2 separate regions of the Gossypium arboreum genome follow, and region 1 is linked to region 2. The links are chromatin contacts, called in public Hi-C maps. All regions are on one chromosome and are shown on one strand. The core of a region is the stretch at or near the end of the contact, and the rest is flanking DNA. Distances in the headings are between cores, read along the strand shown.

Evidence for each region. Hi-C and Micro-C count contacts between places; a contact is called where the count stands out from the background.
Region 1: a contact with region 2 is called in a Hi-C map of leaf, with 3 times the contacts expected there. The contact joins the promoter of LOC108468198 here to the promoter of LOC108469735 in region 2. A contact is called at or near these places in 2 of 5 Hi-C or Micro-C datasets (both in leaf).

What each region holds. Positions count from the first base shown.
Region 1 is chr8:44,198,362-44,205,159 of ASM2569848v2, reverse strand. LOC108468198 (ethylene-responsive transcription factor ERF061-like) reads left to right here and starts at 4,434. Exons shown (of 1, transcript XM_017769084.2): 1 at 4,434-6,396. The coding sequence starts at 5,261. The coding sequence ends at 6,157.
Region 2 is chr8:44,040,956-44,047,848 of ASM2569848v2, reverse strand. It overlaps LOC108469735, which reads right to left and starts at 3,049. Exons shown (of 1, transcript XM_017770750.2): 1 at 2,098-3,049. The coding sequence starts at 2,992. The coding sequence ends at 2,273. LOC108469734 (probable polygalacturonase) reads left to right here. Exons shown (of 5, transcript XM_017770749.2): 4 at 548-618; 5 at 1,258-2,131. The coding sequence ends at 1,898.

The sequences.
Region 1 (6,798 bases), core at 3,185-5,684, 160 kb before region 2:
CATTCTGGATGATTTTTGTACATTTTCGGGGCATAAAATTAATGCAAGGAAGACCAACATTTTTTTTCTAGAGGAGTGGATGAAATCATGATGAGTATGATTAGTACTATGTTTGCTTTTCAGCATGTCCATAATCTTGGTCATTTTCTTCTTCTTTTTCACCAAAAGGTTACTAGTAGTACTCTTCAATTCGTGGTGGAGAAAGTGCGGGGTAAGCTTCACAGTTGGAAAGCCAAAAGGCTCTCATTAACTGGACGTGTTACTTTGGCATAATCAGTTCTCTTATCTATACCTAGTTACTTCATGCAGTCTATGATGATACCTAGGAAAATTCGGGACGAGATTGAAAGTCTGGTTAAACAGTTTATTTGAGGGTCTTCTGAAAGGAAAAAAAATATGTCTCTGGTTGGTTGGGATTCTATTTGTCAACCAAAAATGTGTGGAGGCTTAGGGCTGAGGAAACTTCGCCATCAGAATATTTCTTTCTTAATGAAGCTGGGATTCAAATTAATGTCAGATAAGGAAGCATTTTGGGTTCATGTGATTAGGTCTAAATACCAAATGAAGGACGAGATACCAGATTGCATATATAGGAATAGGTGATCTTTTCTTTGGAAATCTCTCTCCAAAATTTAGAATTTATTTTGAGAGAACTTGCATTAGTCCATTGGAGACGGCCATAAAATTCGGTGCTGGAAGAATAATTGGATTCCCTATATCGAACCTCTTTTTCAATATGTTTCACCTAATATCAATCTGAATCTTGATTGTCTTCTGCACGAGATGTTTTCAGAGGATGGTTCGTGGAACCTTGACCTTTTTCAGGTTTGGCTATCGAAAGATGTGATTTAGGCTATTAAGGGTATCCCTCCTGCTCATCATTCTAAAGGCCCTGATAGAATTTCCTTGAGCCACACTACATCTGGCACATTTACTGTTAAATCTGCTTATAAGTTTCTTAAAGAGGGAGATTGGAATCGGATAGACGAGAAATAGAAGATTGTATGAAAGTGTCCTAGCCCTCAACAGGTTCGTGTCTTTCTTTGGACAGTCTTACAAGGAAAATTACTGAGTAATGTTGAAAGAGTTAGGAGGGGACTTTCGGATGATTCCTCTTATTTTATTTGTGGACATTATTCAGAGGATGTTTTACATATTCTTCGTGATTGCCCTGCTGTTAAAGATGTTTGGCCCTAGGTTAATCCAGGTAAGTATCTTTCTAACGCTTTCTCTATTCTTTCTCAGGATTGGATCCTTTTAAATTTGCAGGTTAATAGGTTGATTCACGAGGGGGAGTTAGTTGGGCCTATCTTTTTGGTTTACTTAGTTGGCGTATCTGGAAGAATCTTAATTTATACATTTTTCAAGGCAAACCTTGAAGCTCAAAAGAAATCGTCCAAGGATCTCTTAGCTGGGCAGTTTAACTATTCTCCTCACCTCAAGTAGTTCCTTCTACCTATATCGACCACTTTTCTGAAACACGCATATCTAAGGAACGAGTTTATCTCAACACTGATGGAGCAGTACATTGGGATTCTAGACTGGCTGCAGCTGGAGGCGTGGTTCGTGATAAAGTAGGAAATTGGATCACTGGCTTTCATAGATTTCTCGGCAAATGTTCAGTTTTCGATGCGAAACTTTGGGGCATTCTTGATGGGCTCAAACTTGTTCAAAAAAGAGGATATGACAAATTTATTATCTTCACTAATTGCTTGGAAATAGTCAAAGCCACTATTAGGAGTTCTTCTACAAATTCTAATTCTTCTCTATTAGAAACATTCATAATTTTTTATCTCAGGAAAATCAGTAGACTATACGATATATTTTGAAGGAACAAAATAAAGTTGCGAATTGCCTAGCTAAGCTAGCTTTGATTGAAAAATCTAACATGCAAGTTTTTGATGTTCCTCCAGAGAGGACTCGTATTCTTATTGATAGGGACAAGCATATGAGTGCTACGTTCACTCAATCGCAATTTATGTAATGTACTAAGGTTTTCTTATTTCATAAAAAAAAATTAAAAGAGTAGTAAAAATTTTCAAAAGAGTATTTAAGTGTGTTATGTATAGGTAAAAGTACTATAGCGGCTTTTGTATTAAGAGTTAGATTTCATTTTACTCTCTTTACTCAAAAATAGATAAATTAATCTCTAAAAATAAACTAATTTTTTAATAAAATAATATTTATTTATACCGTTAAAAATATAATCAATTTCTGTACATTTATATTTTTACAATTATACAACTTGTATAACAGTTTGGCATGGTGGTAAAAATAATTTTGTATATTCTTTTTAATAAATCAAAGATATTGTTTTATACGATTTAAAACTTCTTTTTCCCTAAAAGAATTTAAAATTTTATTTTAAATTTTAAGAATAATTTTATCTTTATTTTTAAGAGTACTAACAAAAACTTATTTTTAATTCAAAATTTATCCTCATTCATTACATTTTTACAATACAATTAACGCAATATTAATAAAGACATATCAAATTAATTTACCAGAAAAAAAACACATTCATTTATCTAAAAATAAAATGCTATAAGTTTCAACCGGACAATAATATGTTTCTAAAAAAATTGTGAAGCTTTTGTCATCGTGACATCAATTTGTTGGTGACATGACGTACTGTACTTCTTTGGCTAAAGAAAGCAGCGTCGTATACAGCCACAGTTGGCCAATGGTGCGCCCGGGAAAATCTTTACCAGGAATGATATGAAATCACGAGAATTTGCTAATCACACTCTTTAGGCACGTGTCAATAGACAAGCAAGCATAAAAGTTGAGGCTAGACCACTGGCTTGGTCGGCGTCGCCCTCGCCCTGCACACTGACTTGTCTAGCTGCCAACCACACTGCCAAATCTCAACTTTTTCAAGTGTCCCACACTCAAAATTGATTTCTTTTTCTTTTAAGTGAAGGCCTCTACAACTGAATTTCATCCTTTCGTCAAGAATTTTATCTTAGGTGACTAAGTCAAAAGAATGAGTATGAACTTATTTCAACAACTTCGTTTTGCCACATTAAGATTCTAACTTGGATAAAAAAAAGAGTAAGAGGAAATTAATTTCTTCTAGCTACCCATAGACTTGGCTACTGAGTCTTTATGTATGAATCTATTGAAAAGAAAAGGAAATCATTATTACTCCTAACACTAGAAACATGAACAAACAAACTCATTCATATAATTATTTTTAAATTTAATTTAACAAAAAAATTATTTTAATTTCAACATTTAAAAGATATTTTTCTATCTCCGTATTATAACTTTTTTTTTGATCTGGCTCCGTATTATAACTTATATAATATAAAAGGGTCATAAATTATATCACATAAAGCATTAATTTAAAAATTCCATTACAATAGAATTATATGAGATCTTTTTAAATTAACAGTTGAAATAAGAATACAGAATAATTTTCAAAGAAAAGTAACTGATTTAACATGTTCTAAGCCATTAGTATAATTTCTTAATTTTTGATGCAACAATTAATTTAAAAAGGATTTAACATGATCACACTATAATAAAATCTCACATTAGATGTTATCCATTTTATGAGATAAAATTAGAAAGAAATAAGAGAGAGAGAGAAGTTGGAGACAACGTAACATGAATTGAGGATTGACTTGTGAGGCATGGTTAGGTTTCTTTCACATGCAAAATACAGCAATACCCTTTATTTCCCGTTTGAGGTCAGTCCAGCAGATGGGGTATCTTTCACGAGCTTTGTCATCCCCGAAAATACAAACTAGAAAAGAAAAGAAGAAACTTATAGATATTGGCTTTTCGAACTCTACCTTTACGTCTTTAATGCTCCATACCAAGCTTGGATCCCACATTGATAATGATGACAACCTCTATGATTTCATGTAGAAAAAGTCTTTTAACCTCATTCAATCAATCCTCGTTTTTATATATCAACTTTCTTTTTCTTTCGCTCTCCCTCGGTTTCTTCTTTGGGTTATTTAGATAAATACAAAGTGCAATCCAGCAAAAGTTACAGCATGACCCGCAATTTAATTTCTACAAAGCTATAAGCATTGGATTTGCGAATGAAATCATCAAGTCCAGGCGGCATTCTAGTTCTAGTAAATTTGTGTTTGCTTTTTATGTCAAGGTAAGGATCAATTACTCATAATAATACTTTCCAAAGGGTAACGTAACTCACCATGTGCTGCCAAACATTGTTGGTCTGGAAATGAGATATCAACATCTCTTCTCTCCACAAATTTAGGTTCTCAGTTATTTGGATGTTTCCTATTTAACCCCAATTGTATTATGTTGAAAGACTTTTTAACATATATTTAAATCTTTGAACATGTTATAGTATCAAGAGAAACAAAAATAATAATGGAATTTTGAACATTGAAAGTAAAAAGCAGTAAGAGAGACGGTTTCAGACTTGAATGGGATTTTGGAATTTTGTGCAGAGTTTGAAACCAAAAAAATGAAAAGCGTAGCGTGGTGGACAACTGGGCATAACATAAGACGCGTGGCGCAGAGGAGTTTTAACTTTTGACAACCCAAAGCTGGCTCTGCCTCTTGCAATAAATACAAAAAGTAGCTTTTTAGCAGTTTTGTGCGGGGGACCTCTTCTTTTTGCCCTTTCATGGACACTCCTCCTATTTCTTCTTGCTCAAAAGAATGGGCGGATTTTATAACAATGTTTGCACCTCATGCAAAAACACATCCATGAAATTTTAGTATAATAAATTTGGTGGCAAACAAAAATAATAATAATAAATCGAGTTGCATAAGAAGAAGGGAGAAAGGAAGGCATGGCAATGCCCTCCCAATTAACTTAAGATTCCTTTAAATAAGAAAAACAACTATTACAATAAAATTAGATATTAAAATAATATTATAGCCTAAACACATCGCAACCCATTTAAAGTTCCATTCAAAGTTTCGTTAGACCGGAATTCAAACTTGCTCTATATCTAAAAGTAAAATCCTAAGCTTTAGCTTTACTGTCCACCACAGCTATAAATACCACCAACCTCACCCTTGGCTCTCACCATATACCATTTGGGTTTCTTCTTCCTCCCCACCAAAATTCTTGTTCAAGCCAAGATTTCTTCATTTCCTTAACCAAATTACCCTACTTTCTTTTTCTTTTGTTATCTAGAATTTCACTTTCTTTTCTTTTGTTTATACAAGGAAAAAGGGTCAGTTTTTTTAGCGCCCCTGTTTTTCTTCAATTTTACTCTTATACTCCTTGTTTCCTCTGTTTTGATTCAAATCAAGAATAAAAAAAATGCAAGAAATCAATCATCCTCTTGGATTCAATAATATTGTTAATATTGGATCTTCACTGTCACAGTTGATATTGTCAGGAGGCTCAAATACCTTAGATTCAATCTTCTCTCATTGCGCACCGTCAACGACGACAACATCAACCGCCATCACCACCAACTGTATTTACGAGCCAATAGGCTCTTCAGTCTATCTCCGCCAGAGAGAGCTCCTTCAAAAGTTCAGCCAAGAGAACAACGGAAACGCTTCGTTTTCGGGCAACTCGCTAATGAACCGGATTCCGACCTATCCAAACCCCGCATCGACGAGCAACTTCTATTTGAGTCCTGAAAAGAAGAAGCAATACAGGGGGGTGAGGCAGAGACACTGGGGTAAATGGGTGGCCGAAATCAGACTCCCACAGAACAGAATGCGAATCTGGTTAGGCACATACGAAACAGCCGAAGCCGCTGCTTATGCGTATGATCGTGCGGCGTATAAGCTTAGAGGGGAATATGCAAGGTTGAATTTCCAAAACATCAAGGATCCCAGCAAGTTGGGCTTTGGAGATGGTGCTCGTTTGAGTGCTCTGAAGAACTCGGTGGATGCTAAGATTCAAGCCATTTGTCAAAAGGTGAAAAGAGAGAGGGCTAAAAAGAAAGCCAAGAAGGATCGTCCCGCAGAAGCTGACAAAACAGTTAAGGTGACGGAATCCTGTTCATCGTCATCATCGTTATCGCCTGTGGCTTTCAGTGACAGTGTGTCTGATGGTGGATTTTGGAGATGTGAGAACTCGCCCTCCTCTGTTTCTAACGATTATCCAATGATGATGGCAGAGGAACCCCAATTCGAGGACTGTTTGCTTGCTAGAATGCCATCTTTTGATGCTGAATTGATATGGGATATTCTTGCCAATTAGGATTTCCACTTTCTCTATTTATTTTTTCACCAAAAAAGCGAGAATTTTCAGCACTTAGCTGTTAAAAACCGAGAGACTTTTAAATAGTGTAAATGGTAATTTTGTTGGGATTCTTACTACCTTGTAGTGATGTCCTGTTGTTCAGTGTCTTCGATTTTAGGAACAAGAATGTTTTCTTTCTTGAATGGGAGTTGAAACGCTTATAAATAAATAAAAATTCCGGAGTAATATATTTTCAAGGTGATGCATGATTATTACAAATATGTGGGACCTTGAGAATGTGAATGAAAAATTCCCTCACTTCTTATCATGTCTATTTTTCCACAAGCACCATTTCACTATCAAAGGACATGATAGGGTTTTAAACCAAGCAGGTGAAGTTGAGCAAAGGTTGCGAATAAGATCACTCCCTTATCCTGAAAACACTAGAGCCACGGCCATGCCTTTTCCTTCGATTCTGAGAAAGATGGTGGTCCTTCTTCTTAATCAACTTCAATCTTCATGTACATGTACAAAAATATTGAAAGATGCCTATACATGGTACAGAAAAAGGTTGAACCAGGCTTAGCGATGGCTGTTTATGGGTTTGCTTTGGTGATTAGGTAATCAAGGTTTAGGTTTATCTTTAATGATGTATTCAG
Region 2 (6,893 bases), core at 1,800-4,299:
TATAAGCCATACAATTATTTGAGAGGTGTGATTTGACTATGTTGTAGATTGGTGTCGCTATAGATTGTTTAAGTCAGTGAGGGTCTTATTTACAATTTGATCATATGATTCTTATCTGTTTAAAAGTTCTAGTCCTCCATTAACAAAACCAATGTTGAACTATTACATGAAAGTCTGCAAGAAAACCCCATTTTTTGTGCAATGAAAATCACAGGAACTCTGCCTTTAAGACAAATTGAATCATTATTGTTGTCCTTTTCTTTTTCAATTTCGTTACATTTCCTCTTCCTTTATGGTGATTTCCAAGCCTTGCATTTTGTCACATTTAACAATAAAGGAGATGAAGGAAAGCAGGTATGCACATTTCAGGGTGCTCCAAAGGTGTTTCTATAGCACAGTTTGTAGCAAGAGTTAATTAGTTGGTAATTGGATTTGCTATTATGATCGCGTTAATTGGTGTAACTTTGTTGGCTGTTCTTGTATTTTTATACTTAGTAAGAATTGCATGTTTAGAATCATAACTTAGATACCTTTTTCTTCTTTGCAGCGATGTTGTTATTCGATATGTTACCATTGTTGCTCCACCTGACTCCCCAAATACTGATGGGATTGATCCAGGTAAAAGAAAGAAAACGGAAGTAATTTTATTTGTTGAATTCATCTTACTTAGGGTTTGATATTCACACTCAAGCAAGCACTTAAGGCAGTTTTGATAATGTTGCACCGCGTGTAAAACTCATATAACTTATTAATTATATGTATTAGTTACATATGTTTTCATAAAACATATACATTTTACATGTATATTTATATTTTATATGGTTACGTCTCATTTTACTCGGGCGAGCTCTTTTTTTGCGCCTTGCACCCCAGGCTATATAGAGATCCTAGTGCCTCGAGTGCACCTGGCGCCCTTGACAACATTGATTCTGATGACCCTCTTCCCAAATGTTAGAAAAGGAATTGAAGAAAGGAATTGTTTTTGATTGATTAGGTGTAATTTTCAAATCTGAATGAAATCTAGTGGGATGTTTATCATTTGCTCCTTGCCCTGCATATATATGTTATATTGTAAAAGCTATCGGTTGGAATTTCCTGAAAAATGGCTATGTTCATTAATTGATTCCCATGCTGTAATTAAGAATGAACGCGGTAATATTATGTGAGGGATCAGTTTTTCCGTGTTCATCTGTTTATTGGAATGGAGAAATTTCTTGGAGATTTTAATTATTATACTTTCATGCCTCATTGGTACAGATTCAAGCTCCAATGTCTGCATAGAAGACTCATTCATTTCTACCGGGGATGACCTTGTGGCAGTGAAGAGTGGGTGGGATGAATACGGGATTGCTTATGGACGCCCCAGTTCTTACATCACTGTTCGGCGAGTAACAGGTTCAACCCCATTTGCTGGAGTTGCAGTGGGAAGTGAAACATCTGGAGGAGTGGAGAATGTGTTGGCCGAGAACATAAATCTTTACAACTCCGGAGTTGGTGTTCACATCAAGACTAACATCGGCAGGGGAGGGGTTATAAAGAACATCACAGTGTCTGAACTGTTCATGGAAAACGTCAGAACAGGTATAAAAGTAGCAGGTGACACCGGCGACCACCCTGATAACAATTTTAATCCAAACGCCCTCCCATATGTCAAGGACCTTACGTTAAAGAACATTTGGGGTGTGAATGTCCAGCGAGCAGGTTGGATGCATGGCATCGAGAATGCCACTTTCACCGGCATCTGTCTTTCAAACGTTACCCTCCAGGGCACGACTGGACCAAGACCTCCTTCCTGGAACTGCAATGCCATAAGGGGGGCTGCAATCGAGGTTAGCCCACGGCCATGCGCTGAACTCGCCAGCGTAGAACAGAGTGGTTCATGCGCCAGCCATTCCTAAGATTCATTCATGTTATAAAATATAGTTTTCTACTCTGTTTTTAACCCTTTTATGTCTCTTTTTTATTCTTTAATATTCAGGTTAAACCTTTCCATTGCAACAAGTAAAAAAATTCATGAAAAACAGAACAACAAAACTAGTGATCTGGCAATATGAAATCTCACAGTGCAGTTACTATAATACAAGGAAAATCATATGGTTCACCATAAACGAGTGCAATCTTATTTACAACCCATAGTAAAGCACACTAAATAGTAAATATGCACGTATACCCTAAGGGCTGGTAACTAGAAAGTGAAAATTTCCCAAATAAACATATAGATAGATACAACACTAGATCACTATGATCATTTTAGATAACGTGCAGGGTATATTCAAAAATGAATAAAATACTTGCGGAACTTCTCCATGAACCCGCCCTCCTGCTCCTCTGTCTCATCCCTTTCTTCCTCTCCACGGTGATGATGGCGGTGGTGATGATGGTGGTGGTGGTGGTGATGCTCTTCCTCATGATCCTCTTCATCATGGTGCTCGTGGTCATGGTCTTCATCATGGTGCTCGTGGTCATGGTGATCTGGCTTCATAAAACCTACATGATGCTTAGACTCGGTGCCATCATCGTCAAAACTGCCCCATCTGGCCTCGATCTGGCGAACAACACCGCGTGACTCTGGGTCAAAACTTCTCTCGTCGGACAGTATCATGTCGTTGCCGTAAGAAATGAAGCGTTTCTGATGGAAGCGTGGATTCAAAGGCATGAAGCGTTTATGGAAACGGCAGTTGTGCTTGTGACGGAACGGAATCAAGGGACGCCTTGGGAAGTGGCGGTTGACAGGGTTAAAACTGATCTTGGTCAAAGGAACGGAGGCGACGCCGGAGGCATCATCATCGTGCTTGAAGTCGAGTAATTTGGGGGGTTCAAAGTGGGGTTTCTCGCTGGGGAGAAGGATGGCGGATTCGGGGTCGGATTCGGGAAAATCGGTAACGGATTTTTCGGGGGTGACATCATGTTGGGATTCAGATGTGATGAAGCGGGCTTGAGAGAAGGTGAAGAGGAGAAAAGTAAGGGTGAAGAGAAAAGCGAGTCTAGCCATTTTCTTGTAAAAAGGATTTTTGGTGAAGGCATGAAATATGGATTAATATAAGGGGCTGTGTCAGGACCGGTGGTTTTGACTTGGAAACAGGAGGTGGTGCCCGAACCGGTCAATAGGGGTGACCCAACACGTGGCTTTGGAGATTGAATGGAGGACACAGTACTTATTTAATTATTATTTATCAGAATTAATTTAACATAATAATGACATCATAACTAATAAAATACATAATTGGAAGTGTCATGACACTGATAAATTAATATATTATAATTTTAGTATCACACCAATTTAATAAATAAAATTATTATATTATTTTAATGTTATAATTTGGATTAATGAGTAATAGTTCCATAAATACTAATTAATATTATTTCAAATGAATTATAAGTAGCAATAGCGAACCAATTAGAAAGTTGAAAACTGGGCAAATCTGACTTTTGGGATTCACTTTACATTTAAAATTTTGGTTTGCTGTCGTATAGGACAATTATGGGTTTGACAAATGTGTTCCAGAAGCTTTTTTTTTTTTTTTTAAAGTTATAAGAAGTACACTTATGAAATATTATTTTGTGTTTAAGATAATTTGAAATTAATAATAATAAATTTATAGTATGTACAAAATTAAAATAAAAATATAATTTAAATTGTGAGTAAAAAGAAATTAAATAGGTAACGTACTTTATTTATTTATCATAATTTTGTCATTATGTTGGTGAAAAATTTAATTATAAACTTGTGAAATTAAATCAATGATGCCATATGCTTAAGTAATATTGATAAAACATAAATACAAACTCAAGTGAAAAACTGTGTAATAAAATTAAAATATACAATATTATCAAAACAAAATTTTAATTGAGGTGGTTTAAATCAATATGAAAAATTAAGACTTTACAAATGCGGGTCATAATGGTTTAAATCTCGCTATATATAAAAATGTTTATTGATTTTATTTAAAATATAAATAAGATAAAAATATTATTATAATAATATAAAATATAAAAAAGTATTTTAATAGTTCTTTTAATTGAATTGAATTAAGAATTTAAATAATAATACAAATATATCAATAAAGCAGAATTAACCAATTAAAATATTATAAATATTTAGTTAAGATCATTACTATTACAACAAAAATATAAATTTAAACATATTTTTTTCCTTAAAAGAAATTATTAGTATAAAACTTGAAATCAAATACCCAAAAGTTTAGGATTTTGACCTTTCCACTACAAGCCGTGTTCCGTTGGCATGTCTGATTAGTCTTTAAATAAGGGTTGGCCATGTTTATATTATATTGTGTGTAATGTGGAATTGAATAATTTTTCCAAAGTCTGATTTCACATTGAGACAGAAACAACGCGTCAAACTTGACATTCACCAGCAATATTTGATGGCATAGTTTTCACACTCCCTATGGTAAAATATTAAAAAATATCTATTTAAAAAAATTAAAATATATGATAATTTGTTAAAATTATTTATGAAATAAGAATAAAGTATATTATTAGTGTGTCGAAACCATTTTTTAAAGGGACGTTTGAAAAATGGGGATCGACTTTTGAAAAACGAAAATAGGAATTGCCACCAACCTTTTTAGGTGTGATTGGATTACCTTATAAAACGTTTTGGTCTACGAAAATTAAGAAAACAGGTTCGGGAGTCGGTTACATACGAGGAAGGATTAACACCCTCGCAACACCCAAAATTGGTACCAATTTGAATAGTTTTCTGTCTTAATGTCAAAAATTTGAAAGGATTTAAAAATAGGATCCCTTTTTTAAAACCGGAATTATTTAAGTTGAAAAAAAATCGAGATTCCTTAGCTCCGAAAGAATACAAACATCACATCCAGCATGATAGGACACGATATTCTTAAACTCTCGTAACTGAAATCATCTCGTGATTTACAAAATCTATTTAGAAGGATACTTTAGGCATTTAGACAAACGGGAAATCGTAACCTAATATGTTAGGGCATTATTTCTTGAATTCCTAAATACGAAAAAAATTGCCTCATTTTAGAAAAACTTTTGGATAAAATATGACAATTAAATGAAATATATTTTTTAAAATAATGATTTGAGTAAAATTTAAAAAATAATTTATTAAGAGTAATACTAAAAAATTATTAAAAAATAAAAGAGTTTGATATGATACTAAAATTATTAAAAATTAAAATATATAAAAAATACGGAAACATGGATTAAATCAAAATAAAAGGGTTGAAAACGAAGATGATCAAAGAATAAAATAAGAACAAACCGTAGAAAATAAGAACGTAAGAGGGAGAGAAATTTGAGTGAAAGCTCTCAAAAATTTTATTGTTTCCCAAAACTCCGATTGTTTACAATGAAGGAGAGGCCTCTATTTATAGTTGAACCTCCTCAAATCCAACAGTGCAGATCAATTACATCAACGGTTAAGATTAAAAGGTATCTACAAATTAAATCTCTAAGATTACAAAATCATATCTTCTAAGATTGCATATCATATCTAAGATTGCAATCATATCTAAGATTGTATCATATCTAAGATTGCATATCATTGAAGATTATATTTCCATATGAGTCAAGCTTGTAGATGGACTTTAAATCTTTTCAAGTAATAGGCCATTCCGATCGGGCCAAATTATATTTGTAATTCGGACTAAACTTGGACTTCGTTTTTTTGGGTTTATTATTTTTTTGGACTTATTTACGGGCACAGGAAAAATTGAGTGTCTCATAATGCCCTCTTTGCTCATTCTTTGTAATGTAAATAGAGCAAAGATTATAAAGACCAATTTTCCTGCTCGCCGAGTCTTGAGTTCTTGATCCTTGATCTTCTTTAAATGGCCTCTTGACGGCTTCAATCGCTTCACCGCAACTCGGAAGGCGATATCTGCTATCTTTGATCTGCTCCCCGTCTAATCTGAGACGCCAAATCATTATCTTCGATCCGCTCCCGTCTAATCTGAGAGCGCCAAATCTGCTTCTTCAATCTGCTCCCCGTCTAATACAGAGATGCCAAATCTATCATCTTGGATCTGCTTCGATGTAAACACATGAAGGTCAGATCTGCTATGTCTTCGATCTGCTCCCCGTCTAATACAAAGATGCCAAATCATCTTGGATCTACTTCAATGAAGGTCCAATCTGTTATGTCTTCGATCTGCTCCCCGTCTAATACAGAGATGCCAAATCATCTTGGATCTGCTTCAATGAAGATCAGATCTGCTATGTCTTCGATCTGCTCTCCGTCGAATATGGAGATGCCAAATCTGTTTCTTCGATTTGTTCTCTGACAGTACAGAGATGCCAAATCATCTTAGATCTGCTTCAGCGTAAACACGTGAAAGCCAAATCTACTATGTCTTCGATCTGCTCCCTGTCTAATACAGAGATGCTAAATCATCTTGGATCTGCTTCAATGAAGGTCCAATCTATTATGTCTTCAATCTGCTCCCCGTCTAATACAGAGATGCCAAATCATCTTGGATCTGCTTCAATGAAGGACAGATATGCTGTGTCTTCGGTCTGCTCCCCATCTAATACAGAGATGCCAAATCATCTTGGATCTGCTTCAATGAAGGTCAGATCTGCTATGTCTTCGATCTGCTCCTTGTCAACGCAAGGATGCCAAATCATCTTGGATCTTCTTCGATGTGAAGACATCCGAAGGTTAGATCTGCTATGTCTTCAATCTACTCTCCGTCGAATATGGAGATGCCAAATCTGTTTCTTCGATTTGTTCTCTGACAATACAGAGATGTTAAATCATCTTAGATCTGCTTCAGCGTAAACACGTGAAAGCCAAATTTGCAATGTCTTTGATCTGCTCCTTGTCAACGCAAGGATGCCAAATCATCTTGGATCTACTTCGATGTGAAAACATCCGAAGGTTAGATCTGTTATGTCTT